5 separate regions of the Mus musculus genome follow, and all the other regions are linked to region 4. Evidence: chromatin contacts called from public Hi-C, HiCAR-type, HiChIP or PLAC-seq and promoter capture Hi-C data. All regions are on one chromosome and are shown on one strand. Each heading gives the region's core, a stretch centred on a gene start, on an enhancer-like site or on the middle of the called end of the contact. The rest is flanking DNA. Distances are from core to core; before and after follow the strand shown. Region 1 holds the start of Satb2 (special AT-rich sequence binding protein 2). Region 2 holds the start of 1700066M21Rik (RIKEN cDNA 1700066M21 gene). Region 3 holds the start of Nop58 (NOP58 ribonucleoprotein). Region 4 holds the start of Bzw1 (basic leucine zipper and W2 domains 1). Region 5 holds the start of Bmpr2 (bone morphogenetic protein receptor, type II (serine/threonine kinase)).

Region 1 (5,535 bases), core at 1,900-4,399, 1.4 Mb after region 4:
TCCTTAGCAAAACGCAAATGACGATTTTCCGACAGTGATTTTTATAAAATAGCTAATTAATGACAGGATAGAATCGTTCCAACCATCGCATCATCAGATATAATAATAGTGACGAATCAGACAAAAAAGATCCCCACTAAACGATTTGCATTTTTTTCCAGAAGTCCTCAAGTCCTAATATCATCAATTCTTCTTAGTTCGTGGACATTGGGCCGGAGGTGGATTCTGTAGTTCCAACACCAAGGTAAGAAAGAAAACGGGGTGGGAGGGGGGGGTTTAATACAGTTAGTATATAAATAAAATATATGCATTTCCAATTTAAAAAGCAGGCTTAGTTTGACAGCGATAGCTAAGTTTTTGAAACACCCCTTTTCATTTCGATATGCTATAACATTGTTCTTTTTTAAAGTTTGTAAATCAAACTTACAGTTTCTTTCTTTCATTGCTTTAAAAAAAAAAAAAAAAAACCAAAAACCAAAAAACAACCTTTCAGCTACCTTCAAGGGCTGATTTTACTTGAGCCACTTTGCTTTCACGGGCTTGGAATTTTCTTTAGCCCCTTTGGCTGGGCATGTTCGTGGGAGCACGGAATTTGGGGGAAGAAAAAAACAGGGAAAAGAAAAAGGCTTCCTAAAACTGCGGTGGCTCTCTGGAGGATTACTACCCTGCCAGGCTCGACTCGGCTCGGCAGGGCTCCCCTTGCCGCCTGGGGCTTCTGGTGAAGTTGGTGGGCGGCTCCTTTGAGTGGGACTCACCGAGGTCTGGGCACCGAGATTTAGGCCAGGGACAGGTTTCGTTTCGGGGACCCTCTTTCTTTTAGAAGCCCTTAGGCTTCCCTGGCCGTGGGTTTGCGACTCTTGGGGCGTTGTGGGGTCAAGGGGGTAGGCTACCAAGCAAGTGGACAGCAGCCCAGTCTCCAGCGCTACTCTCAGATTCAATCTCCACTGGCCCAGCTCAAGGCCAGGATTTAGAGAATTGCCTCGAGCGCGTTTCCCGAAACCGAATTTAGTTTGGCCCTCTGGCGCCGCCGTACAGTCAATACTTCTTAAGGGGGACTAGTGGCTCAGGCAACCGGTGGAAGCCGAGTCCTTGGGGTCCTGGGGAACTGGAGGGAAAGCCCCGGTGCACAGAAGGGACAAGAGATGCCGCCGGCTCAAGGGGCATCTCTGGCCGGAAGGCCGGAGAGGACTGGTTCATATTTTCTCCTTTGAGGTTCCAGGGGCTGACAGAAGCCGGACGCGGCAGGCACCTCGCCGGGGCCGCGGCCCCTGCCCACGTGCTATTTTTTTTTTTTTTTTAAGGAGGTCCGCGCCCATGCCGAATGGCCAAGACAAAAGCGCGGCCGGCAGCGGGGTTTTGGCGGGCAGTCACCGCGCCACCTTAAACAAGTAAAGCTGCGCGAGCCGAAAGGCTAGGGCCGCGGGAGTCCGCAAAAGTTTGTGGCTCCTAAGCCTTAGAAGGACCAGCTAGGGACTCATCGGCGCGGCCTCGCTCGGGGCGGAGAGGCTAGGTCCCCACGGCTCAGCTCTGCTCGCGCCGAACTCGGTCCTCAGCCGCTGAGGGTCTTCGGGAGCCCCAGTGCTGCAACCCGAGGGGCGCGCAGCTTCAGCGCCCCGGCCGGCACAGTGTTCTGGCCTCCGGGCAGCTCGGGCTGCGCCGCTCGCAACGTAGCCCGCGTGGCGAGAGTGGCAGGGATGCAGCCTGCCTTGTGCCCACGGAGCAACCCTTTCTCCAGTGCCGGACCCACAGCCAGCCGGACGGGCGGAGTCTCGCTCCAGGCGTTCGGGACACCCGGGCTATTGTTCCGGACCCGCGGCCGCACGGGATTTGAGGGAGAAGTGGCCTTCCCCAAACGCGGCCGGGAGCGCTTCGGGCCGGGCCGGTCGGCTCCGAGCAGATGGGGAGCTCGCTCGCACCGAGAAAAGTTGCTCCGAGGGGCGGAGGCGGTGGGTGGTGGGCGGAGGCGGTGGGTGGGGGAGGCGATCGCCCTCCTATCTCCAAAGTCGAAAGTACTCGGCGGCGCAATTAACAGAGCCCGGAGACGAGGCAGCCTCTGCCGCCTCCCGAGCGCCAGCCTGCGCCTCTGCGGCGAGCCGCGACACGGAGCGCCCGCCTAGTCGCCGCAGCCTGCGCGCCGGGACGAGTGCGCCTAGGGGCTGGGCGAGGCGGCTGCGCCCTGGACTTGCTACAAGGAGGAGGACCAGACCCTGGGCCCTGGCGTTCGTCAGCGCTTAGACGCACCCATTCGTCGGCCGTGGCCACCGCCTCGCGCCACACTCAGTCCTCAGCCATCCGTCCTTCGTCGCCCGGTGCATGAGGTCCTTGCCACCCCGCTCCCACCTCCGACTCCCCCCTTCCTCCTTTTTCCCTGACTCCCACCCCCTCGCCTATCCCTGTGCCTCCTCCGCAGCCCGGCTCCTTGGGTCGCCGTGCTCACAGCGATTGATTGATTGATGTTTAATTTCCTGCCAGGCGGGGCCCCCCTCCCCCCGCAACCTCCCCAGCCCTCCTCCCCGCCCCCCACTCCCCTCCTTCATTGCGGTGGACCAGTCTGGCTTGGGTTTAGATCCGTCCCCCCCATTCCCATCCCGAAATAACCCAGAGACATCCCCTACCCCCACCCCAAATTATTATTTTGAAGGCGCTAGATCTGGGGACCGAAAGGGGGAGGGGGAGAAATCGGAAACCGAGGACAACCCAAAAGGACTCACTTTGCCTGATGACTCAACGCAACTAATAATCATCTCCCTCTCAGTGTCTTTCTCTCTGCGGCTTGTCAGTGAGTCCGGCTCTGGCTTCTGGCAGAGGCAGCCGCGAGGGGAGAGGTTGGAGGTGACAGCTTGTGCGGCCGCCGCGTTTTCTCTTGCGCGCGGTCCGGGGTCTCCGCACCTTCCCCGCTCTTGGTGGCAACGTCCCCGCGACTCTGGCCGCGCCTCCTCTGGAGCTAGCGGCTGTAGGAGCCAGCAGCCGCCGCAGCCTCCCAGTCCTCAGCCCTTTCTCTCCAGAACCGGTCTTCTACCCGAAGGTGTGAAAGGCTCTTTCAGCCCCCTCTCCCCCCCCCCTCCTCCGCCGTCCCCTCCCCCGCTCGCTCTGGTGCCCCTTTGGAGGAGTCCTCCTTTCCCTCTCCTCCTCCTCCCTCACTGCCCCCCGCCCCCATCATCATAACAACCATCTCCGAACCAGAAGAAGACACCCTGACCCAGGACCTTAAACGCTAGGACCGGGGAAGAGGAAAAGGAAAGGGGAAGGAGGAAAGAGAAAGGAAGACTAGGACAACACTACAATTCACCAAAAACTTTCCACCCTGGATTCTCTACTTTTGCTCCATGGACAGAGCCCCAGCCAGCCAAGTTTCAGACAGACCGTGAGCAGTAAGTACGCTGGGCGAGGGCTCCCACGCGGCGCCTGTAGTTCGGGAAGCCCTGGGCGCGCTAAGTTCCCCGGCTGTTCTGGGGCTCTGGCTCTCACGCGCGCTTAGGCGAAGCCGGGAAGTGCGGTGGAGCCTTCACTGGCAACCCCTCCGAGCACTCCCTACATCTTTCGCATTCTTCTTAACTCCTCTCTGTCCCCCACCACCACCTCGTCTGGACTCGTGGCGACTAGGCTTCTCCCGCGTCCAAAGCGCTCTTAGAGGATTCTCAGAGCCCCTGGTGTATTAGGGGTTCCTTTCATGGGTTTCAGTGACAATGTGGGCGCCGTTTCATCAGGTGTTTTCCCTTCTTCCGGGTCACTCCTCCAAAATTGAAGAGTATGGAGCACTGCTCGCCTAGGGACCTCGAGAAAAACTTTCCAGATTTAGAAATTAGGATTAATGAAGCCTGCTCCTGTACCTAAGAATCAAGATTTCTTTCTCTTATGTTGTACGCTTAATGGCTTAAAAAACAACAACCACATCCAGGATACGATGAAGATAAGAATGCTCCCAAATAATAATTGTGATCCTGGGATGGAGGGTAGCCTTTCCAAATCTCAGAGTGTTTTGGGATGCTCGCTCACGTGAAATTATAGTTAATTTTTTTGTGTGCAAAGGTGTGTGTTTGTGTACACAAGTGTACTTGGTCCATAAAGGTAAAAGGTGGGGATTCCATGGATCCATTGATCCAGCTTGGCCATCCACAGCGCATTTATCAAGCAATTAATTTGCTTAAGGACCCGTGTAAGTCCTTGCTCCCTCCCTGGCCTGGTGGGACCTCTCGCCCATAAGTACGCTCCTTTCAAAACCCTGACACCCCAAGTGGGGCTTATGGTGGTGGTGGCTCTTTATCAAAGAGAGGATAATGCCAGCGCTGCCCGCAATGAATGGGGTACTGCTTAAAGGCTTCGAGGTCCGACTCTGTCCACACAACTGAGGGCTAACTCTTGGGACCTGAGACAGAGCAGGTCTTAGTACCTCAAGTTCTGGGCAGCTTTGGGACCTCCAGTGTTTGTTTGGTTGGGACTTGCTTTCCCGGGACCCTTCGGTACCCTTCTGCAGCGTGGGAGGAAGTTTGTGTGGCTGCGGTGCAGTGCTCTGCCACTGGCCTGATCGTCTATCACGTGTGTGAGCGGTTTTCCCTCTTTTTTTTTTCCCTCCCCCTTTCCTCCCCTCCGCCCCCTCCCTAGGTCCCTGCGCGTTTTATTGCGACCTGCCGGTGGGAACTTTGTCTCCAAATCGGAGCAGCATGGAGCGGCGGAGCGAGAGCCCGTGTCTTCGGGACAGCCCCGACCGAAGAAGCGGCAGCCCCGACGTCAAGGGGCCTCCCCCGGTGAAGGTGGCCCGGCTGGAGCAGAACGGCAGCCCCATGGGAGCCCGCGGGAGGCCCAACGGCGCCGTGGCCAAGGCCGTGGGAGGTAACAGCCCGGAGCTGGGAGGTGCGCGCAGCGGAGGCCCAGTGATAATGGCCTGGGTGTCAGGGTTCAGGTTGATTAGGCGCTGTTTCGGTGTAGGATTACAGGAAGTCAAATCCAGGTTGCCAAATAGTGCCCTAGTTGCCTCTCCGCAACTGGTAGTAGCTTCATCTCGAGTTAAAACAAGAAAGTGGTTTACCCAGAGGGTGGCATTTTTTGGGCACTTTGCCACTCTGTGCTGAGGTGTTGGCAGGTCTGTGTCACAGCCAGCTAACTGTTTCTAGATTTTCCTAGAGAGCTCTTTAGTGTTTTAACTCCTTTGCCTTGCCTCGGATCTGTTTTAGGGCTGAAGCTTGTATGCCTTGGTTGTAGTGGGACAGAGACCTAGGATCTGGCTAGAGTCGAAGCAGTGACTCTGGTGTTCTTCTGTAGCTGGGACAGGGTTGAGACAAATGAGTGACAGCTAGGACTGTGTCCTGCAGAAGTTCTAGGGGAAAAAACCGAAGGATCACCGTGAATCCATTATGTCCTTAGAGGATTTGATGCTGTTTTGCCTGCAGAGTTTAGACGGAGCCGGTTATAACTTTGATAGGAATTAGAGAATTGGGTGAAAAACAGCAAGCAACTCTATATGCTGCCTGCTGCTTCCCTACCCAAGAATTAAATATTATTTTAAAGGAAGACTTTTATGTTTCAGTACATCTACAC
Region 2 (5,451 bases), core at 83-2,582, 1.0 Mb after region 4:
TTTACAGCAGAAAGTACTCAGCCACCATCACCACCACCACCACCACCACCACCACTGGAAGGCATGAAGTAGTTGGTCACAAGTCGCAGGAAGCAGAAGCAACACACTTGTTTTCAATCTGGGAATAAAGGCACCAAAATGAGATTTTCTTGAACCTAAATTTGGGTTTTTGCTAGTTTCCATTAGCAGTCAACTAGTCAAGTCAACTGATTTGAGAGAAAACAGCAAGAGAAAATAGATTTTTTGGTGTATCATTTTAAAGCACCAATTTCAAAACAATAACAGTTTTCTAGTATGAGGAAACCATCTAGCTATATTCTAACTTGAATATCTACCCTAGTGCTAACAACGCTCTGGGATAATTGATTTTCAATGTAAATGCCAACTGTATCTGCGCTGTCCAACGGGGTACAAGCAAGTCACCTGTGGTGACTCAACACTTGGCAATACAACTAGTGAGACAGAGAACGCTGCCTTTTCATTTTAACTTGTTCAGATACTCTCACGCGGCTAATGTATCCACTGCACGATGCAGTTTTACATTAAAACCCAGCTTCCAGGACAGCTTCAGCAAAGACGTATGTCTGCAGCTATAAAAACCAGTAACAGGAAGCACACAGATGAGTTGAATTCAAATGGGCCTCTCAGTATCATTAGCATTCTTGACGATTGCATCCCTTCCACTGCTGTGTTTTAGGGTTACTGGAAAGGTCACTTTAGCAACGGATGTATTTTATTTGGTCAGTCAGCGTTTTCTAAACAGTCCAGTGCCCAGCACACACACAGTCCTCTGAGAGCAGGCTGGAGCTGTGCGTGGCTGTCCCACTCCCTGTCGCGCCTCTCCTTCCACCCAGTGGCACCTGGACTGACAGCCGCTCTCTGGAGACCGTGGCCCTCCAAGGCCCCTTCCCCGGATGGGGCTCTGGCAGGAACGGGGGCGCGCCCCGCACCCCCATCGTATGAGAACCCGTGTGGGCGTGTCGGGGAGGCCTGGCCCCGCGTTACCTGCACGTCCCCAGGGAAGTAGAGGACGTGGTGCCGCTGCTCCGGGGAATCTCCTTCCCGGGATGTCAGCAGGAGCAGTTCGTTGCTGCGCTGCGGGTCGGAGCCCGGCACCGTGGAGCGCTGCAGACGGTGGCTGTCCTCCGGGGAGCCCCGCTCACCGCCGCCCGGGTTCATGGCTCGGGTCTGCAGGCGGGACGCGGAGTCTCCGGAAGCGAGCAGCGGCCGCAGCAGCAGCAGCACCAGCGCGGGGGACCGCAGACGCCGCGACCCCAGCATGGGCTCGAGCCGCCAGGGCCGCTCACCCGGCAGCGAGGGCGGGGCCTCGGCTGCCCAACGGCTTCGGTCGCCGTGACGTCAGCACGCCGCGTGCGTCCGGAGGGAGGGGGAGCGGAGGGCGCGGCTGGAGGAAGGACGTTTGTGGTTGGCGGACTCAGCCCCGGCCGGGAAGTTCGAACGGACGTGGAAGAGCCCGCAGGTTGGGCCCATGCACAGCAGCAGCTGCTCAGGGTCAGAGTTTCCTCGGGTTCTGTATAAAAGCTTTGGTAGGTTCATCCTCACGGTGAAGATGTGTCTTTGTTAATTTAGTCCAAGGTAAAGAAGAATGGTTCTGAAAGTCTTGTACTTGCTCAGAATGAAAAGAATCCCCTATGTCCCGAAGTTACCTAGTTAGGGAATTTCTGGCTCCACACCAAGTCTAGCACATTCCTAGTTGGTAGAGAGAGAGAGCTGGACACTTACCTTAGGGAAGATAGAGAAAAGGCCTACTTGTTCACACATTTACTGTAGGGGTGTTTACAGCTTATCGAATTTCCGATTTAGGGTTTTGAAACCACGTTGAAAAGTATAGGAAAGTCGTGGAAATAGCAACTTCTTACTTAAAGTTGTGTAGAAATAGGACTGGGCCAAATTTATGCTAAAGGTGGGAAAAGTGAATCTTGTTTTAACATTGTGTGTGCACATCGGACACGCACATGCATCTGTTTGCTGCTGTGGGCTTGAAGTGACTTTGGGTGTAAAGGAGATTCCTGGAAAGAAGTTGAAACTTGAAGTTTCTGCAGGAGTGATTAGCTGATTAGAACTTAAATGACTGGGGAGAAATTATGTTGTAAGTTCAAACCCTGATTAAAAATTATCTTGAGCTGTCTTTCGCTCTTTTAATTAATAGCCTTTCCTAGCTAACCTGTGTACCTAAACAGCCAGCATACTAGTGAGTATCAGATGAAACCTTTGAAATGTATTAGCTTAGCTTCCACCAGCCCAGAAGCTAAGACTTATATTAGAGGCCTATAGCAGAAATTTTCTGTCTGTTATCTTATTTTCAAAGTCTTAAATTATATAATATTTTCTATTTTGATACTGTAAAACTTGAGCTAACTGATATGTGGCTCATCTTTAAGGTGAGAGCAGTTTTTTTGTATCACAGTACATTCCTCACACTCCATCTTTTAAAATTTTTTATTGATTAGTTTATTGTTTGACAGCATCTTGCTGAACCTGAAGCTCATGGATTAGGCTAGACTGGGCTAGCCAAGAAGCCCCCAATGGTTTGCCTGTTTCTAACTTCCCAGCTACTGGGTTCTCTGTTTTGTGGATGCTGGGGATCCAATTCAGCCCCCATGCTTTGGGGAAAGAGGCAGGCACCTTACCAACTAGGTCATATCCCAAGCCTTATTCTAATTTTAAATTTCTTGTATTTGTTAACAAAGTATAATTGCTCTGTACATTTTCTTAGTGTCTTTATAGAGGTATGCTTTACCAATTACTTTGACAAAAACTGTTAGATTCTATCTGACATAATAAATGTAACTGAGGTGTTTTGATTGAAAATGGCCCCCACAGACCCATATTTGAATACTTAGTTCCCAGTTCATAGAACTGGTTGAGAAGGGCTCTGATGTATGGAGTTCTTGGAGGAAGTGTTTTTCTGGGGATGGTTTTGGGGATTTGAAAGCCCACACCATTCTAAGTTTGCCCACTACTCCTCCATCCTTGTAGGTCAAGATCTAAGCTCTTGGCTACTACATTAGCACCATGTCCTACACTAGCACCATGTCTGCCTGCTGCCATGCTCCCCACCATGAGGGTCATGGACTCTATCTAACCCTCTGGAACTATGAGCCCACAGTTAAATACTTTCTTTTATAAGTTGCTTCGGTTATGGTGTTTTATCACAGCAATAGAAAAGTAAGATACAAACCAAGAATAAATTATTTAATTCCTACCACAAAGTAGATTGATTGCTTTATTAAAATAGCTAGTTTAGAAGCAGAGGTCAGGATAGAATCACACCAAGGAAGCTGATCTTCACTTTTGTTTTGCAAATCATGTTTTCCCAGGGTCTAGGACTGTTAAGCTGTAGTCTACAAGTCCAAATGTGGGTGTATATTGCTAATGTAGCTTTTGATTCTTGTGGTTTTGTTTTTTCAGGTTGACTGATTAGTGAAATAATCATATGCTGAAGAGAACAGGAAGTACTTGTGTTTAGAAAAAAAAGTAATTGCAGCAAATGCTAAATATCTCAAAGTAGGCTTAGTATCTCTAAGATAATTGAGGCCTTTGAGAAATACAAAAGAAGAACCGAAGAGCAAAGAAACAAGCTGAAGTAAGGAGAGCGCCCCACTCCCCAGTCCAAGATTTCTGCTGCCCTACAGGAGACATGTTCTTGGGAAAGCAGCATCTCTCTCAATTCGTCGTTAAAGGTATGGGTGTTGTTTATATGCTATGTCATAGACTCTGTAGCTACTTCTTATATGTTTCCTTGTTATTACCATAATATTTTCTCTCATCTTCATCTTCTCCCACAAAATCAACCCTGATGATTCTGATCTTTCTACAATCATCCGTACAAGTGGACTCTACTTTCTTGCCTTTTAGTCTTTCTCAGAACCAGACTTCCAACTCAATAAGAGGTGTTACAAGAACAAAGTTACTATACCCAGTTGAGTAAAATGTCCTCTTTTCTAGTTCTTTGTGATCTTCAGTTGGCATTTTATTGTTGGTAGTGTGCAAACCTCTACAGCCCATATCTGGCTTCTTCTCAGTTCTCAGAATGTTTCCTGATGAGTCCTCGGAGCACCATGCTCCTCAATATAATGGAAAAAAGTTGAAACTTTAAGGACTCCCAGAAAGACTAAGTTCATCATAAAGGACAACAGAAAGAGAATGAAGCCATTTTATCGTAATCAGTAGTAAAACTGGCCTATCTCATGTAACAGGAAGTGAAAGCCTGAAAAACTAAGGGATTTGTCACAACTGAAGAAGTAGCTCACTCTTCATTATGAGGCAGCTGTAAGATGAAGGCAATGCTCTGCCCGAATTTCAAGTCTTTATCTGGATAAATCAGATACACAGATGTTTATTGCTTGCTAACCTATAACTGTTGATATGTAATTTGACCAAGCCAGCCCAGTCAGTCAACAGGTTCTCCAGAGCAGGAGTGAGGATTAAAAAGAAAAGAGACAATTGGACAACATTGTATCGTGACCCCAGCCAGTTCTGAGGCTGAGGTGGGTTTATTTTTTCCCAAACTGCTTTTATACCATTTTAATTACATGCAAGTAATAAGGTTAGTTCTAGATTGAGGAACAGCAAGCTAATAAACACAAATAGTCAAGGAACAAGCAAGGCAATAAAGTCCTGTGGTCACTCCTACAATCACTGTTTCTAAGGGCTTAACAGGATGACCAAGATATCTGAGCCTACATCCCTGTCCTAGCCCAAAGTCAGATTCCTGCCTGAAGCCTACTTCTTTGTTCCAACCTGAAATCAGATTCTTGACTGAACTTCCTTCCCAGTCATTGGCCTAACGTAAGATTCCTGCCTGAAGCCCATTCCATTGTCCTTGGCCAATGTCAGATTTCTATCAAGCGGCTCTAAAAGCTCTCCACAGCAATTAAATTAATTTTGTATCAAATGTTTGCACAAGTCAGATTTGGTTCATAGGCTACAAATATTTAACTTTTCTGGTTGAAGATTACAAATGGATATGTAAGACCAGGAGATGAAGAGAAAGAGATAAGATCTTTAAATGTGGCTTCCTCTAAGAGACAGAGAAGGAAAAACTATGGGATTTAATTGAATCCCAGTTGATGTTCTACCAAATACTTAATTTTTTTAAATTAATCTTTGTTTTGAATGATGATTGTGGGGGTGGCTGTGGTAGTTATAGTGGTTGTGGTGGTGGTGGCGGTGGTGGCAGTGGTGTGTGTATAAGAAGCCTCTGTACTGAAACTAGACCTTGAGAAAAACAGACAATAAATGAGATATGTCACTCTAGCATATAAATTTGCCCCAAACATTCTAAATGGAGTGAAGATAGAGAATAAATCCATTTAGGGATTTGAAAGCATATTTTGGTAAGTTTCATTAGCTAAAATGACAAATTTTACACTTTGCTTTCCTGTTGAACACACATTTTATTAAAATATAAATCATGTGTGTAGCGAT
Region 3 (5,963 bases), core at 1,851-4,350, 1.3 Mb before region 4:
TATATTGTTTCTAGTAACAACAGTTTGAACAAAATAAAGTTTTCGGCCAGGTGTGCGGTGACACACACCTTTAATCCCAGCATTTGGGAGGCAGAGGCAAGTGGATTTCTGAGTTCGAGGCCAGCCTGGTCTACAAAGTGAGTTCCTAGACAGCCAGGGCTATCCAGAGAAACCCTGTTTCAAAAACCAAAAATAAATAAATAAATAAATAAAAATAAAGTTTTTATAGTTGTCTAATTTTTAAAAAAATTATTAATTTGGGGCTAGTGGTAAGAGCACTGACTGCTCTTCAGAGGCAGAGGTCCTGAGTTCAATTCCCAGCAACCACATGGTGGCTCACAACCTGAAGACATAGTACACTGCAAGTAGGCAGCAGTCTAAGCAGTAGTTGGAACACTCACTGCCTAACCCAAGCATGAGGAAGTAGTCAATGTAACTGAAGATATTTGGAATGTCTGGAATTTGAACCTAGGGCCACACATGCCAGGCAAGTGTTTTACTATGAGCTCTATCCCTAGCCCTCTTTTTAACTTTTATTTTGTGACACGATCTCATTAAGTTACTTGCATAACTGGAACTTTTGGTCAGGATTCTTGTCTTCCCTTCCAGGAATTATAATTCATTAGTACAGGCATTAGTCTGTGCCAACAGGGCTTTCTCTCAAAATCTAATTTATATTCTAGCATTTTGAAAGATCATGGAAAAAGAAGGCAGCAACTAGTATTATCTAATTTTTGGAGGGATTCACAAAAAAAAAATTCTTCACCTACAGAAAGTATACAATTCCCTTCTCACAAACTGCAATCACTAGCACTAGGTCTAGAACATGCCTATTTCTAGGTAAGGGATTGCTAAATACCAAATAATTATAAACTGAAAACTTCACCATAATACTCAAAACTTTCCAATAGAGTAGTAACACAGCATATTTATCACAAAAAATCACTGAATACTACATGTAATATGACCTAATAAGTAAATAAATAGAATGTTTAGCACATAGCATACTTACTCTACCTCATTGTTCCCCACAGCTCAATAGCATCTCATTGTAGGAAGATGCCACTGTTAGACCAACTCTGTACTAATAAACTTGTAAGCTATTTCTTATACTGAGAAATAGCTCAGTGACTAAAAGCACCAACTGCTCTTCCAGAGACCTGGGTTCAAATCTCAGCACCCCCATGGCAGCTCACAATTATCTGTAACTCCAAGGTCTGACAGCTCAGAGACACATGCAGGAAAAACACCAATGCACATAAAATAAGAAAAAGCAAACAACAAAAAGACCAAAAACCTTTCCGTATTTAAATAAGGGACACTCAAGTTAATAGAAGCCATCTAGACTTCTCCCCTAACTTTCATGCTGGTAATTATGAACTCCCTGGTTTACACAATTACATCAGGATAGCTCATGAGCAAGCCTCACATAGACCAAACTGGAAATGGTGAATACCATGTCCCCAACAACTCCATGTCTTACTTAAAACAAAAACCCCCTTCAATCCTACTGCTTGCAGTCCAAATTTCTGTATTCAAGCAGACTCACTGAATAATTTTAAAAAAAGGACATGACAGTCCTAGGCACGAGAGGTTTCATTATAGATACCAGGGGAAGAATACAGCCAGAGGCATCTAGAAGTGTCCTGAAAGCAGGGACATGAAAGAAGAGAGCAACAGAAAACAGAAGACCAAGAGAAAGCTGTATAGCTGGCTTGGTTATACAGGAATCAATGAAGCTGGGGAAAGGGTTCCAGCTCAGTTTCTGGGCTGAAGAATGTACAGCCCAGTCAGCCTTGCCATGATAATAAGCACCTCAGCATTTGTCCTGAGACCTAACAACATTCATGTTGTCTACATTAAAGCACAGTATACCTTCCTCCTCCTCCTGTTATCATCACATAGTAAAATAATCTTTAAAGAAAACAAACTATAGCTGGGCGGTGGTGGCCCACGCCTTTAATCCCAGCACTTGGGAGGCTGAGGCAGGCGGATTTCTGGGTTCGAGGCCAGCCTGGTCTAAAGAGTGAGTTCCAGGACAGCCAGAACTACACAGAGAACAACTGTCTTGGAAAAACAAAGCCACTCACTACTCAAAACCTTCCAATCATGCCTGGAAGGACCCTGATCTTGGACCCCAGCTTTAATCTAGTTAAATATAAATGAAATGTTAGGGGCCAGCCAAGCCTACATAGGGAAAGCCTGCCTCAAAAGTAAATAGAGTCTGGCGGTGATGATGCACACCTTTAATCCCAGTACTCAGGACGCAGAGGTAGGTGGATCTCTGAGTTCAAGGCTAGCCAGGTCTACAGAGGGAATTCCTGGAAAGCCTGAGCAGCACAGTGAAACCCTATCTGGAAAAGCCCAAAATAAATATCTGAGGCTGGAGCGATAACTCGGCGGTTAAGAGCACTGACTGCTCCTCCAGAAGTCCTAGTTCAAATCCCAGCAACCACATGGTGGCTCACAACCATCTGTAATGGGATCTGTAGCCCTCTTCTGGTGTGTCTGTTGACAGCTATAGGGTACTCATATACATAAATTAGATAAACATTAAACCGATCTTGGATTGGAGGTGTAACTAGGTGACAGGGCGCTGATCTAACATGTACAAAGCCTCAGGTGATTAAATGAACGCTTTATTGTCACTTGTAAAAAAGGGTCCTGCCCATTTTTTAAACTGAGTAAAGCAGAGGTCGCCCTAAATTCGGAGAAGCCACGTGTTCACCTGAACCAGCGGGCTCTTGATTTTTCACATCTTTTCGGAGCCCGGGGACTTGAAGACACTAAAATGTGTTCCGTTGTTCGTCTCTCCTTAAATCTTACCCAGCTCTCTGTCCCACATAAGCCTCTTAGCTCAACAACTCCATCTCACCTACCTTAAAGATGGCGTAGCCAACGGACGTTTCAAACAGGACCAACATGATGAGACCAGGTCAGGGCGGCGCTACGCGGCTAGCCGCGAGCCCTTACGCCACTGCAAATGACTACCTTTCAGTCGCTGAAGACCCGCTAGGCCTTGGACGCGGGGGAGCGCAAACGCCGTCGCCTCCCCGCGGACGAACAGACCACGTTGCTCAGCCGCTCCACACCTCTCCTCGTGGAGCAGCAAATATGCGAGTCTCCTTCTCTAAGAATTCTGGGAAGTAACGTCACTTCTGGTCGCTCAATGCCGCAGAGCGTGAGATCATTTCCGGGTTTTTCCCGCCCACAGTAGAATCCGGAAAGAGACGGCCTTAAAATATCGCGAGACTTTTTTTTTTTTTTTTTTTTTAAGTTTTGGACTGTGGCTGGAAGCTGTCAGTTTATTAGGTCATGTAAAGAAGAAAAAGTTCTGTGTACATTATATTTTGTATTATATATAATATATAAATTACATGTGTATAATTTACAGCACACAAAACGATTTACAACACATTATGCTATGCCCCGCCCCGCCATGTAAAGGACATTTTATTTTAAAACAACACAGAACACTTTTTCTTGATGAGGACGTGCACTCGGGTCCCATCAGTGAGTTCCACGGGATCTGACCTGGAACCGGAGTTGTAGGCAATTGTAAGCCGTCACGTTGGTGCTGGGAACCCAACCAGGTCCTCTGCAAGGGAAGCAAACTTTTATAACCAGCAACATTTCCTGGTGGTTCTTCTCTGGTCAAACAGGTTTTTAGCAAAGATTTCTTTTATAGCTATAAATATAGATATTTTCGGAGGCGGGAAGGGTTGTGTTTAAAATGATTCCAAGGTATGAATTTATGTATGTCTCAATGTAATTTCTTTTATGGAAACTTTCAGCCTCAGTGGCTGGATTTACTTTAAAACAAAGTCTTATGTATCTTAGACTAGCCTCAAACTCAGTAGGAAGTAGAGAATGACCTTGCTCAAAAACAATTTGTTTGTTTGAGACAAGGTCTCCATGTAGCCTTGTAACTATCTCTTGTAACTAGGTAGACCAGAGAAGTTTGAGTCATAGAGGTCCTCCCACCCCCACCTCCACAGTAGTGAGGTTACAGGCATATGCCACCACACCAACTTTATTGGTGCTGGGGATGGAACCAAAGGTTGGGTTCCATACATGGTAGGCAAGCACTCTACTAACTGAGCCATATCCCTAGCCTTGCTTTGGCTTTTTGAAAAAGGACCTCAGTATCTAGACCAGGTTGGCCTTGAATCATTGTCCTCCTGCCTCAGCCTTCAGAGTGCTAAGATTAGATATATCTGTGTGGCTATGTACTTTCAATGACAAGATTTAAATACCCCAGTTCTTCACAAATCTAGCTTCCAATAGCTGTAGAACGTTCCTAGTTGCCTAGTTCTAAACATTAATTTTGGATCTACAGAAAACTGTGGAAGATTAACCAACTTGACGTTCTGTAACACTTTTACAGTATGAATGAAGAGGAAAGAGTATCCTTGTTTGGACAGCAGAAAAGATGGACATATGGGGAATACAAGGGGATTCCTAGGGCTGCAGGCAAGAGCAGAATTGATTATAGCTACAGTTACATTTACCATATTTAGGGAGACAAGAGAAAGCAATAGAAGAAGAGAACAACAGTACAATGGGGCAGAGATAGCACCATAATAGCTTGATTTGGGAAAAGAACATAGAGCCAGATGGATGAGCCAGAAGCACATGTCTCTTCATATATTTAACTCCAACTATTTAATGTCTTGTGTACTTAATACAAATATCATTTCCTGGAGAGTTCTACCTGCAGTTCATGCTTAACAGTGTCCAGGTACCTTTGTGTTGGATCTGATTAGGTAATTCTTATGATTTAAATTAAGGAGTGCCTTCAGGAAGGAAAATTCTTTTCCTTCCATCTAAACATTTGTATCTTTTTTTTTTCTAAAAGGAAAAGATGCCTTTTACTGAATGAGAAATCGCTGGCATGCATTTTCCAGAATTTGTCCTTGAAAATTGCCACTTACACAACTCTCTCAATACTGTCCTTCAGAACTGTCTCAGATTTAGATTTGGATATTGTCCAAAGATAATAATTGTCTGAAAATTCCCTGAAGTATCGTATTAAACAAAGTACTGGGTCAAGGAAAAATGGTACAAAGAAATATTAAAGGGAACCTATGGGGGACTGGGAAGATGGCTCAATGGTTAAGAGCACTTACTGCTCTTCCAAGGGCTCAGAATTCAGTTCCCAATGCCCACAACTGCCTGTAAGTCGAGCTCCAGGGTATCTGATTTGTTCTTTTAACCTCCTTAGGCACCCACATATGTGTGGCTTACACACAGACATACACACATAAATAAAAATAATAAAATTTGAAAAATAGAATATGGGAGATATTGGGTAATAGAAGAATATAGGAGAACTTACAGTTCTTTTTAAAGATTTATTTATTTTATTTATATGAGTACACTCTAGCTGTCTTCAGACACACCAGAAGAGTGCATCAGATCTCATTACAGGTGATTTTGAGCCACCAAGTGGTTGCTGGGATTTGAACTCAGGACCTCTGGAAGAGCAGTCAGTGCTCTTAAGGACTGCATCATCTCTCCAGTCCTCTTACTGTCATTTTAACAGGTTAAAACTATAAGTCCTGGGGCTGGGGAGATGCTCACAGGTTAAGAGCACCGACTGCTCTTCCAGAGGTCCTGAGTTTAATTCCCAGTGATCACATGTTGGCTCACAACCACCTGTAATGAGATCTGATTCCCTCTTCTGGTGTGTCTGAAGACAGCTACAGTGTACTTATATATAATAAATAAATCTTTTTTTTAAAAAGATGACAATAAGAAACATAGTACAGATTATAAAGTAAATAAATAAAATAATGGAAAAGAAAACCTGTTCTTGGGCTGGAGAGATGGCTCAGAGGTTAAGAGCACTGACTGCTCTTCCAGAGGTGCTGAGTTCAAGACCCAGCAACCACAGGGTGGCTCACAACCGTCTCCAATGGGGTCTGATGCCCTATTTTGATGTGTCTGAAGAGAGCAATGGT
Region 4 (5,939 bases), core at 975-3,474:
CCATGCCCGGCCAATGCCAGTTTTCAAAGAATACCATTTAAACTTTTTTTTGTTGCTGGGTGGTGGTGGCAGTGCACACCTTTAATCCCAGCACTTGGGATGCAGAAGCAGGCAGAATTCATTTCTGAGTTCAAGGACAGCCTGGTCTACAAAGTGAGTTCCAGGACATCCAGGGCTATACAGAGAATCTCGAAAAAAAAACAAAAAACTTTTGTTGGTGTTGGTTTTTTAAAGACAGGGTTTCTTTGTGTAGTCCTGGCTATCCTGAAACTCAGAGGAGATCTGCGAGCCTCTGATAGGAGTACTAGATTCAATCCCCAGATTGCCAGGAGCTCAGGCCTTTAATCCTAGCATTTGGAGGCCATCCTGAGCTACAATCTAAGACTCTGCTAAACCTTAAAAAAAAAAAAAATTAATGTGAATCTCATTCTATAATTCTTTAAGTTGAAATCTGATTTCTACCCACACTCTTTTCCCAGACCTATGCCATGTGAGACACTCTATAAATGAGTCACTTTCACATATCTCCACAAAGTCTAGGTGAAATCAGGGACTTTAGGAGTGCCCCCCCCCTTCTATTAGCCCTCTTTGTTCAAATTCTTCTTTAAACTATGAGCTTAAAGTCACAGGTTTTAGCCACTAAAAAAAAAAAAAGAAAAGAAAAGAAAAGAAAGAAAGAAATTTGAGAAAGCAGAGAAACACTAAGGGAGCAGTTAATCTGAAATAGAAGTTAAAGAGAAAATCAAGTTTCTATTATTTTCGGGTTAGTAACATGCAGCTACCTGACTGTGAGAGAAACCAAGATATGTCTGAAAGCTTGAGGGTGAGTTACAAATAAATAGTTACCTCTTTTTCTGGTTTTAAAACGCTGGCCTGATAGCGTTGGTTTTTGCTGCTTTTGATTATTCATAAAAGACACCCTAGAAAAAGGAGAAAGAAGGCCTTAAAAACACCCGTGCCAGTAATATTAACTTCTTAAACCAAGTATCAAACCTTAAATCAAAATTACAATTAAAGCAAGCCCAAGACGCTTTCAGTTAACAGGCAATAGAGAGGGTGCAGGTAAGTTTCCCTCTCCAGGAACCCCTTGATGTAAGTGCTGGAACTACACCTTGATAAAGCATTTTACTATCACCCTGTCTGGTGGCAAATGGCCTACCACAAACCTAACTACTCAGTCTCTCCTACACCGTTCTTTGCATCTCCCACTTTTTCTAAGTAACCCGAACTTAGAGGACTGTCGCGGTCACGAGCTATCTGTCAAAGGCCCTGAACCGCATCAGCGCTGCCCTCATTCCAAAGTGGCGCCGAGAGCCGCAGAGCCCGCTTGCACCCTTCCAAGATGCAAAACTGAGAGCTGGCCGCAAACGCTACAGCCCCAGCCGCCTCCTCCTCCCCGGGCACGTGTCTCCACATCCACACCCTTTCCCGTGCCTCCCGCCTCTCGGGGCTCGGGCGGCGGGCCCCGGAGCGCCGCAGGCCCTTCTCCACCGACCCTGTCGCCTGCGGTGGTGGCCGCCGCGCCGAGCGGACCACAGGCGCCGAGGCGCTGCGCGCCGGGGCCCCCGCCGCCCCGTACATCCGCCCGCCCTCCCGCGAAAGCAGCGGCGGAGGCGGCGGCCGCGGCGGTGGTGGCGGCGGCTGCGCCCCGCCCGCCGAACTCCCCACGCGTACATCACCCAACAGAGGCCGCGGCGGCTTTGTTACCCAGGCCGGCCGGGGCGCACACGGGGGCGCGCCGCCACCCCGGCGCCCCGCGGCCTCGCCCGCCCTCCAGAGCGGCGGCCCGGGCCACGGATCCAGGCCCCGGGTCCCGCCGGCCCCTCCGAACCGCGCCGCCACCCTCCTCCTCCTCCGGGCCACGGCGCGCCGCTCTTCCCCGGCGCTGCGCCGCGCTCGCCTCACCGAATTTAAGGCGAAGAGAAAAGAGCCAGAAATCCCCGAGCTGGCGGCAACTGCGGCGCTGTCTCCTCTGCGACCGGAACTAACGCGAGCAGGAGGGGAGGAAGAGGCGCCACCCCCGCCCCGGAGGCCTGCTATCGCGAGATTTCTACCCTGCGCCAGTTCGCACTCCCCCCTGCCGAAGGCCGCGGGGTTGCAGCTCGGGGGCACCGGCTAACACCGCGGTGGTAGGCGTCTCTGTCCCACCCTAAAGCCCCAGGCTGCCCTGACTCTTGTACCAGGGTAGCCCGTCCCCCTTCCTCCGCCGCAGCGGCCGGCCTCCCCCTCTCCGGGCGGGGATGGGAGTGGGAAGCGGCCCCTCAACGGCCGCGAGTTGGACCAGTCCGTCCCGGTCCAGCCCAGACCCCTCCTCCGGAAGCTGGAGCCCGGGGGTAGGGGGAATGCTGGGCGGCGGGCGCAGAGGCCGGGGCGTCTGTAGGGTTCTGCCTGGGTGAGGACTGCAGCCCGGCCTCCCTGCTCTGCGATGCGGTGTGCTGAGGGCAAGTCTGACCTCGGCCTGTCACCACGCCTTGCAAGGGGTGCTCGTCCCCTGACTGCGGTGGACTGGGAATTTGTTAAAACCAGATTGCGAGGCCCCCACCCGCAGGGTTTATAATTGCTTCTGGTGCAGGACTCAAGAATGTGCCTTTATCACAAAGTCTCCCGAGATAAGGACCTTCAGAAGGTGTATTCTCCGGGACAACAGATAAAACTGCCCGCATCCGGTTTGTGCCCTTTTCATCCGCCATCCCCCAAACACCGGGATTTGTCCTTAAAATCCCTTTCCATGTACCAACTTCTCGCTCTCGCTCTCGCTCTCTCTCTCTCTCTCTCTCTCTCTCTCTCTCTCTCTCTCGCGTGTTCCAGATCGAGGCCAGCCTGGTCTACAGAGTGAATTCTAGGAGAGCCAGGGGTATTTCTGACATCCACCGTCCCTGTACTCAAACCTTTAATCTTTCTTACTCGTACATGGAAGGCACTTCTGTTCACTGGCATTTAACATATACTGTATTTGGAGTTTCGGATTTGCCTCTAAGGCTTTAAGCCGCTGTTTGTTGGATCTTGGCTGTCAATTCTTTTCCGTTCAAGTTGGTAGGTCGGAGCGCTGAAGGAGCAGCGGTGGGAAAATAGCCTAGCAGCAACAGCCTAACTTCTTGGAGGTACTGGTGGCCCATAGGACTGAACTTTGGTGGGACCTAGGAAGGCCAGGCCGTGGAGCATAGTGGGAAATGATGGGAATCAGGGCTCTAAGTTCCCCTACCTTTATCCTCTAACCCTGAGTCCGTTGGCATTTCTCTTGGAAGTCTTATTTCATACTCTGCATGATAGACTACCACGTCCCCCACGTTATGTTTGTTTCTGATGTGTTAAGGGTACAGTATTTCACTAATTAAAAAGCCATGTTTGTGTAGTATGTGTGTAGCAGACATTCTCCTAAGCACTTAACTGCGTTGAGTCCTTGAAACTGCCCTATGACTTTGACACTTGTTAGTCTTGTTGGGAAAAGAAGGCATATAGGTCAGTTAACTTGCCAGTGAACGGCCCCCCAGCGGCCTGGTCCACCAATATAATAAACTGCCAGGTCACACACTGAGCTGAGCTAGAGACACAAAAAACGGTGAATAGCCAAACCCGTTACTCATAAAGCTTCCCTCCGCATTGGCCACATTTCCCAATTCGGTCTCCTCTCCAGTACAGTCCTGATTTACACCCTGCCTTTGTATTTTTGAGACAGGGTCTTGCTAAGTAGCCCAGGCTGGCCTTGACCTGGCAATCCTCCTGTATCAGCTTTCCAGGTACTGGCATTAGAGACATCAGTCACCAAGCCCAGTTAATTGGGATTTCTGTTCCCGTGACTAAATGAGCCTTCCTTGTTGCACTGTGTCTTTCTTTACATTTCCAGGGTGATCTTTCTAAATGTAACTCAGGCCCTTCTCATCAGTGTCTGAGTTCCTGGGTTTTCATGAAAAACCACAGGAACACTGCTTTCCACCTTCTTATACCATTGGTGGCTTTATCACATCCAATAAGGAGTCAGGACCTTAAAACTCGGCTTGGGAGATGACTCTATGTAAAATGTTTGCAACACAGTATGAGGACTCAAGTTCTAATTCTCAAATACCACATAAAAGCTAAGTGTTTATGGCAGCCCACCTGTAATCAGCACATGGGAAATGAAGGAAGGGTCTGTGGAGCAAGGTAACTAGCCATACAAGCCATACACTCAAGCTCCAGCCGTGGTGCACGCTTTTTTTTTTTAAACATTTTTTAAGATTTATTTATTATTTATTATATGTAAGTACACTGTAGCTGTCTTCAGACACTCCAGAAGAAGGAGTCAGATCTCGTTACAGATGGTTGTGAGCCACCATGTGGTTGCTGGGATTTGAACTCCAGACCTTCGGAAGAGCAGTCGGGTGCTCTTACCTGCTGAGCCATCTCACCAGCCCGGTGCACGCTTTTTTTTGTTTTTAAAGTTTTATTTAGTTAGTTTATGCATATGAGTACACTATTGCTTTCTTCACACACACCAGAAGAGAGCATCATATCCCATTGCAGATGGTTGTGAGCCACCATGTGGTTGCTAGGAATTGAACTCAGGACCTCTGGAAGTGCAGTCAATGCTCTTAAACTGCTGAGCCATCTCTCCAGCCCATGGTGCATGCTTCTAATCCCAGCACCCAGGAGACACAGGCAGTCATAGTTTCAAGTCAGAGTTAGACAATAATACCTGTTCCCGAGAGAGAGAGAGAGAGAGAGAGAGAGAGAGAGAGAGAGAGAGAGAGGGAGAGGGAGAGAGAGAGATCTTATCCTTGATCTTATCCATTCATGCTTGGGACTGAACCCAGGAGTTAGTGTATGCTAAATGAGCACTCTACCGACAGCCACATCTCAGTCTACCTCCACAGATGTTTATAATGAAAAACCTTTGAAATACAACAAGGTTTTAAGTTTTATTTAAATGAAATTATGTTCAATACCACTGTTTTACTTGCCATAAAGGATTCTAATAGTTATAATTATTAAGATTTGACATCAGATAAAAACAAAAGACAAACATTGCTTAATAAGTTGAACATTTTAATAAAACTCAATACCCTCTTTTAAAAATGTATCTTTATATGCATGAACGTGTTTGCCTACGTGTATATATGTGCACCATGCCTACTTACGGAAGCCAGGAGAGCGCATCAGATCCACTGGGACTGGAGTTACAGGTGGTTATGAATGCCCACATGGGTGCTGGGAACGGAACCAAGGCCCACTGAAAGACCTGCAAGTGCTCTTACCTGCGGAGCCATCTCTCTAAATACAACCAAATTACTCTTTTAAACAAATGTACACTTTTATTTAGAATTTTAAATAGACTGAAATAATTTTTGAGGGGCTTAGAAACTGGGGAAACCTAGCCTCCACCTCCAGCTCCAATGACCGTAAAAGGAATTCCATGATTCTTTGCTTTATCACTGTCTCTACCAACTATAGACGGAAATAGTCACAATTAGCCACGCGTAGTAGAACACAACTCTAATACCAGTACTCAGAAGGCAGAGTCAAGCAGAGCTCTGTGATTTTGAAGCCAGCTTGTTCTACATACTGAGTTCCAGGACAGCAAGAGCTATATATAGTGAGACCCTGTCTCAAAACAGCAAAACAGAAACCTCCACAATCTAGCACCAAAACAAACCTTTCTTCATGACTTGACATTTGTTACAGTAACAGAAAGCTGACATAAGACAGTAACAGTGCTGTTGCTTACATCATTTATCACTGCTACCACTTGGCCTAATAATCAGACTCACAATAGATCTTACATCTGGAGAGGAAGTAATTTCTTCTGAATTAGTTTCACATATATCATATTCTTTTTAGTGCAACTTGTGTGTAGAGCTGTCACTGAATGAAATAACTACAGTGTAGTTGATCACTACTGTTCTAAAAGAAGCTCATGGACTCCCATTAAGTAAATTCAATGCCAATTTATCTGATGAAAGAGA
Region 5 (5,798 bases), core at 511-3,010, 1.4 Mb before region 4:
ATCAAGTTTCAATATGTAATCAAATCATATTTCCCATGATTTTTAACAATACATAGATTCATTATTAAAACTCTAAATATAATGGTGCTTGAGAAATGGCTTTGCCATTAAAGACTACACTCATAACTAAAAATATGAAATACTACATATTAATCAATATAGACAATAGTATCAAATTCACAAAAGGGAACTTCAAATTTTCTTTCAGTATTTTCCCAGAACAGACATCTAAAATGTAAATTAAACAAGTAATCTCTGTGTCTAATACAGCAATGAAGAATTCACTGAATGTGAAAATTACTTTTTAAAAAATTGTAAAACCATTACTTTGTGTACTCAATTTTAAATGCATACTTCATGTGACTATTTAAGAATTCATTCCTGAAATTTTCTAAAAGCAAATCACAGAAGACTGTTGCTTGAAAATAACTGCAATGAGAATATGAGTTGTTTTTTTCTCAAGGCGATTGAGAAGTAAAGAGGAAATGGCCAAAGGAAAGGGGAGTAGCATTTCCTTTCACACGTTAGGAAAATGTCAAAGAACTTTCAGGAGTCAAATCTCCTCGAAGTCTGATGTGAGGTCAAAATTGTCTCAATGACAGGAAAACCAACAGACGCCAGATGACTAATAGAAAAGTTATCAAAAACACTTCTGTGCCCAACAGTAATTCCAAAGGGATACAAAGTTAAGAATATCCAGGATAAAGAGACAGAGAATAGTTAAGATTCTTGGGAGCAAAACAATATTAATGATGACATCAACTGTGTTAGTATACACTGTTATCAAGATTCTCACACAGTGACTTCCTCAACGTTTACTCTATTCATCAGGTAACATTTTTTTTCAGGTAACATTTTTAAATAACGAAAAGTAATGTGGATTCCCAAAGAGTGATCTAAATGTAAAAATAAGGTTCAATCAAGTGTGTGTCTAGTTGTTCTTTTTATTGTAAACCAAATCTGCTTCTTTCCATCAAAGTAAAAAAACCACCTTTATCTCCAAAAATCTAATAGACAGTTCACTAGTGATTAAAATATTATTTTTAATCCTTGCATTACCTCACAGCTAAAAATGTCAAGATACCACACCCAATATGTCTTTTTCCCCCCGTGGGGGAGGGGTCAGGGAATACGGGAGTAGGGACGGGAAACAACACGCAAACACCGAAGGTGATTTCCCTGGCTGGCTCCTCCACCCGGATCCGAGAGCACACGTTGCGAGGGGAGAGCACAGGGCTCGGCCTCTGCAGGCTCTCTCCCTCGCCACCCACTGGAGTAGGAGCTGGGACATACCACCTAGGGCTACTCACCAGCCGTAGTGCTGACCAGCAGGACGGCCCATAGCAGCCAGGGCACCCGAAAGGGCCGATGCAGCGAGGAAGTCATCCCTGGGCCAGCAAAGAAGCAGGAGGGCAAAGAAAAGAAATCTGGAAAGTAAATTCGGGCGGAGAAATCCGGCTAGGAGGCTGCTCTTCGTCTGATTTATCCTGCCCGGATTACAATGCAGTTTGAAAGGACAAATGGCAGATGCGAGGACCTAGCTAGTAGAGCTCTCATTCCACTGCAGAATTTCCCTTCATTTCGCTCCCTCGTGGCTGGGGGGCTTCATTCGCCTAGGACGGGGTGTCTCGGCTCCCCAAATTGAAGGCATGTCCATGGGGAAGACGCAGGGAGCCCAGAAGAAACCCCTGCAATTATTTCCCTCGTAGTTTCACGATATCAAAAAAATACCCAGATCTGGGAGAAAACATATCCAGAGTGCCGGGGGGGGGGGGGGGGGGAGGGCGGGGACTCGATGGGAGCACTGAGGATCAGAACAAGTTCCCGACCGCCGGGAAGGGCGAAGCGGGGCAGGCAGCGGCGCCCGGCCGCCGGAGTAGCATCGCTCCGTACTCCGAGGACAGTGGGGTTCCTTTTAAAGTTTCGCTTCGTTGCTTCCTTCACTCGGATTTCGACATCAACAAATCCTTCCCACCGACTGGGTCGAAAAAGGTGCCTGCTTCCATGGGCGAGTCCACAGCTTCCTCGGAACAATCGCGCGAGGGTCGCTCAGGCCGGGCCTCGGGGCGCGGGGGAGGGGAGGGTCGCGGCGACGCGGCGAGCCCGGGCGAGCGACACGCGGGGAGGTGCGGGGCTGGCCCTTCGAGGGCGCTCCGCCCGCGGCCTCGCTCTCGGCTACTCCAGCCCCTCGCTCTTGCCTGAAGTAAATTCCACCATGAAAACCGGGTCTCCTCCCGTCGATGGCTTGCGGGAGCGAATCACAGCCCCTCTGGAGAAAGCCGCCGCCGCCGCCGCCGCCTCGTTCTCCGCAGCTCTGGGCTCCGGGCGGAGCTCGGGCGTCGCGGGCCGAGGGCGGGGGGCGGCGGGAAGACGGACGTAGGTGGCCGAGGAAGGGGGTGGGCAGCTGAGCTTGCGAAACACCCCGAGCCCCTCCGGGAAGCACCTCCAGCGGTTCCAAGCAGACCAGACACAAAGGGGGGAGTCGCCGCAGCTGCCAGTCTGAGGCGCTCCCGGTCACCGGAGTCGCCCCGCCCCCGCCGCCGCCTCCTCTCAGTCTCCGGCTCTCCAGCCGACCCCTGTCTGTCTCGGGCCTGTGGTGCAGCGCGGGCGGCGGCGGCGGCGGCGGCGGCGGCGCCACTGAGCCGCACTGCGCCTGCGCGCCCGCGGCCCCGCCCGGCCCCGCCCCTCACTCCCAGGCTTGCTGGAGAGTGAGGCCCTCGCGCGGCGTCTCTCGCCTGGGCGCCCAGTGCAGGGAAGGGTTGTCGTGGGCTGCGGGTGGGCAGCCTAGGTCCCTTTCCTCACACAGGCGAACGCTCCGCACGTGGACGCCGTGCGATCTGTTCAAGCGTGTAAGGGAGGGCGGCCACAATCTTTTGTTTAACGTAGGTTAAAGGCTACCCGGGAAGGTGGGCGAGAAGCCTCGAAGGCACGCCGTCGTTGTTGGTGGCGGCGGGCGCATCCTCCTCGGTTTCCCTGAGAATCCCGACCGAGCCGCCTTTCCCAGGAGCCGAGACCCGGGCCTCGTCGGGTCCCCCTCCCGTCGCGGCCCAAACAAAAGCCTCCTGCCTCAGTCATGAAGACCGCGAAGCTGACGTGTGTGCGCTAGTCTGGGTCGGGCTTTCCTCGAACAGCCATCCCCGGGGCCCTCTTGGATGACAAGGCTGCTGAGCAATTGCGAGCACGCGAGACCGGAGAGAAAACTTAAGATCGCACACGCCGGCCTGCTGTGCGTGCGCGTCTCCTGCTCCGCCCGCACCTCTCCTGGGGAGGGTTTTATTCACAAAGGCCCGAGGGTCTTTGCAGGGCCTGTTAAAGGAGAACTGCGACGCAGTGTAGTTGCTTCTAGGTATGGAGTGTGGTCCTAGCTCCTCACTCATCGAATAGAGACAGTCCCGCCAGCACTGCAGTTTCCTAACCACTTTAAACCTCTTTAAAAAAAAAATCTCAATTTGGCTTGATTCAGGCAACCAGGATAGGGAAGGGATCCCCTACAGGGTCAGCCGACTTGGGTGGGATTTTTGCTAGGGGAGAGGGGAGAAGATGACGTGCTTGGCGCCATGATCGGAAGTCTGGGTTTAATTCTTTAACTGCGAGGTGGAAAATTTGCGTGGGAGGGCGATCTTAAGAGGTGAAGTCTAGCCCTCCCTTCTTCTAGTAGGCAGAAAGGTTGTTCTGAAGGCTGGTTTTGCCGGTCTTTCATTGTGGCTAAGGGCAGTTCCAGGATACCTTCATAAACACACTCCTCAAGCCTTACTGTTCGCTTGCTTATTCAAGCCTCCTTTTATCTCTGTATCTGAACGTGATGTTAATAAATCACATTCCTTAAACTGGTTTCTGTTATCATAGTAAATATCTGCTATAATTAAGAGTTGTAATATCTGCCCAGGGCCCTTTTTTAGCTGAAATACTTTTATACTGTTTATCCTTCAGGCAGATATATATGTGTGTGTGTGTGTGTGTGTGTGTGTGTATATATATATATATATATACATATACATATATACATATACATATATATATATATAATACATTTTGAAAAATAAGGAGCATATGCATTAACTCTTTAGCTTGAATACCATATTTTGTTTTGCCTAAAAGGCCTAAAAGGCCTAAAATAAGGATCTGGTATTGTTTTCACATTTAGCTTTCAAGACATGAGATCTAGTTGTCAAAGAAATGACAGATGTTGAAGGTGCAGGAAGTTTATTAGCTGGTGAAATACAATTTTTCTTCCTCGAATTGAGGTCAAGTACTTTATTATTCAATTATTATTTGCATAAAATTTTCCTAAGAAACATTAAGTACCCTTATACATGTTATAAATGTGAAATAAATTATGTCGGAAAGAAGTCTTAGGAAATTCATGTGGAAAAAGTTCATGCCACTAACTTAGCTGGAATAATTCATCAGCAGACCTCGATTTGCACGCAGTGCTCGTTCCTTTTCTGTTGCCTTTACAATCGAGATGTGACTATTCCCAGTGAGACAGAACATTTAGAAGAATTAAAACTTAGCAATAACTTATCTTTGACACAAGACAGGCAATACTAGTCTAATTCTGGTGAAAACAGAACTGCGAGTGCAGAGTGATCTGGTGTGGTCTCTTTGTTGATGAGGAGGGCTACATTGTAATAACATCCCACAAATCCTGATCATTAACTTATTGAGGCAAAAATTTATTTATCCTGTTTTGTGTTTGATAGGATAAGCATCAGTGGGCCTATCATGGGGTCTGTATGCAGCTTAAGAATATCTCTATAGGACCAAGGAAGTCAGGACTAGAGAGTATGGGATAGAGTGTAACATAGTTGCAACTAAGGCTTCATCCAGGGGCTCTGGGATAGGCCTTTCATTGTCCTAAAATGTAGTAGAACACCAGTTGCATAAAGACTGTACCCAGGGTTGGAAGGTAACTTGAGCCAAGAAAAACCCTCAAAGAAGCACCCACCTGAGAACTGTCAGTTACCCCGGCTTTGAATGTTTGGAGAAAGAATGTGTCATGTGTATTTAGGAACTCAACATAGCGACATGCTCTTCTATGCAGTCCCTGAGGTCCCTGCCTTGCTAGGTGCTTCACTAAGACAGGCTTTCGCCGGGTGGTGGTGGCGCGGGCCAGGCAGATTTCTGAGTTCGAGGCCAGCCTGGTCTACAAAGTGAGTTCCAGGACAGCCAGGGCTATACAGAGAAACCCTGTCTCCAAAAGCCAAAAAAAAAGAGACATAGGCTTTCAGGATTGCCAGAGTAGGGATTGTAAGATTTTAATTCCTAGATGTTCAATGTCTTGCTCTGGCTGCTTTTTGGTTTTCTTGAGACAGGGTTTTTCTGTGTATCCTTGGCTGTGCTGGAACTTACTTTGTTGACCAGGCTGGCCTTGAACTTACAGAGATCTGCCTACCTCTGCCTCCCATGTGTTGGGTTTAAAAGTATTCACAACTGCCACCCAGGGGTCTGTCTGGTTTAAAAATAGTCAAATATCTCCTACCAGAGCAATTCCCATTTTATTAGCCAGTGAAGTCACGTAGCCAAATCTAACTTCAGAAGAGTAGGAAGTACTTTACTAGAGGAGGACCCCTGAGTATTGAGAAAAGCTCTAGCATCACGCACATGTCCAAGGGATAATCTCTAGTACTCCAGACATCAAAAGCCCAACAAGTAAGGTATTCTAATATACGGGGAAACTTGGAGGTAAGGAATCCAGGACACAAAAATCCAGGTAGACAAACCAACACCATCTGAAAATTTGATGTATCCTCATTGTGTATTATGGTCCTTCATGGAGTCTGTCTTTCCTTTGAATT

Evidence for each region. Promoter capture Hi-C pulls out the DNA fragments that hold promoters and counts their contacts. A called contact is a pair of places that touch in the nucleus more often than the background predicts. HiCAR-type assays count read pairs that join an accessible place to other places. HiChIP or PLAC-seq counts read pairs in DNA pulled down with a chosen protein or histone mark.
Region 1: a contact with region 4 is called in a HiCAR-type map of astrocytes, with 3 times the contacts expected there. The contact joins the promoter of Satb2 here to the promoter of Bzw1 in region 4.
Region 2: a promoter capture Hi-C map of hematopoietic stem and progenitor cells shows a contact between it and region 4. The contact joins the promoter of 1700066M21Rik here to the promoter of Bzw1 in region 4. A contact is called at or near these places in 5 of 39 promoter capture datasets (the HPC-7 cell line, cranial neural crest, embryonic stem cells and 2 more), 1 of 115 datasets of contacts at active chromatin or transcription factors (embryonic stem cells) and 1 of 9 other capture datasets (adipose tissue).
Region 3: a Hi-C map of B cells shows a contact between it and region 4, with 6 read pairs. The contact joins the promoter of Nop58 here to the promoter of Bzw1 in region 4. A contact is called at or near these places in 2 of 39 promoter capture datasets (the HPC-7 cell line, HPC-7-derived erythroid cells and cranial neural crest), 4 of 484 Hi-C or Micro-C datasets (B cells, the G1E-ER4 cell line, embryonic stem cells and 1 more), 5 of 115 datasets of contacts at active chromatin or transcription factors (the 230-238 cell line, cardiomyocytes, embryonic forebrain and 1 more) and 2 of 9 other capture datasets (adipose tissue and liver).
Region 5: an H3K27ac HiChIP or PLAC-seq map of thymic regulatory T cells shows a contact between it and region 4, with 8 times the contacts expected there. The contact joins the promoter of Bmpr2 here to the promoter of Bzw1 in region 4. A contact is called at or near these places in 1 of 39 promoter capture datasets (cranial neural crest) and 1 of 115 datasets of contacts at active chromatin or transcription factors (thymic regulatory T cells).

Annotation. Positions count from the first base shown.
Region 1 is chr1:56,968,948-56,974,482 of GRCm38.p6, reverse strand. Satb2 (special AT-rich sequence binding protein 2) reads left to right here and starts at 3,149. Exons shown (of 11, transcript NM_139146.2): 1 at 3,149-3,371; 2 at 4,603-4,830. The coding sequence starts at 4,662. 9130024F11Rik (RIKEN cDNA 9130024F11 gene) reads right to left here and starts at 3,014. Exons shown (of 2, transcript NR_024326.1): 1 at 2,712-3,014; 2 at 1-225.
Region 2 is chr1:57,373,501-57,378,951 of GRCm38.p6, reverse strand. 1700066M21Rik (RIKEN cDNA 1700066M21 gene) reads right to left here and starts at 1,332. Exons shown (of 2, transcript NM_028546.1): 1 at 1,006-1,332. The coding sequence starts at 1,281. It overlaps 4930558J18Rik (RIKEN cDNA 4930558J18 gene), which reads left to right and starts at 1,408. Exons shown (of 4, transcript NR_037999.1): 1 at 1,408-1,547; 2 at 3,433-3,704.
Region 3 is chr1:59,682,143-59,688,105 of GRCm38.p6, reverse strand. It overlaps Nop58 (NOP58 ribonucleoprotein), which reads right to left and starts at 3,100. Exons shown (of 15, transcript NM_018868.2): 1 at 2,880-3,100. The coding sequence starts at 2,924.
Region 4 is chr1:58,389,183-58,395,121 of GRCm38.p6, reverse strand. It overlaps Bzw1 (basic leucine zipper and W2 domains 1), which reads right to left and starts at 2,224. Exons shown (of 12, transcript NM_025824.4): 1 at 1,906-2,224; 2 at 847-920. The coding sequence starts at 910. Gm39644 (a long non-coding RNA gene) reads left to right here and starts at 2,579. Exons shown (of 3, transcript XR_003947828.1): 1 at 2,579-2,666.
Region 5 is chr1:59,760,241-59,766,038 of GRCm38.p6, reverse strand. It overlaps Bmpr2 (bone morphogenetic protein receptor, type II (serine/threonine kinase)), which reads right to left and starts at 1,760. Exons shown (of 13, transcript NM_007561.4): 1 at 1,311-1,760. The coding sequence starts at 1,386.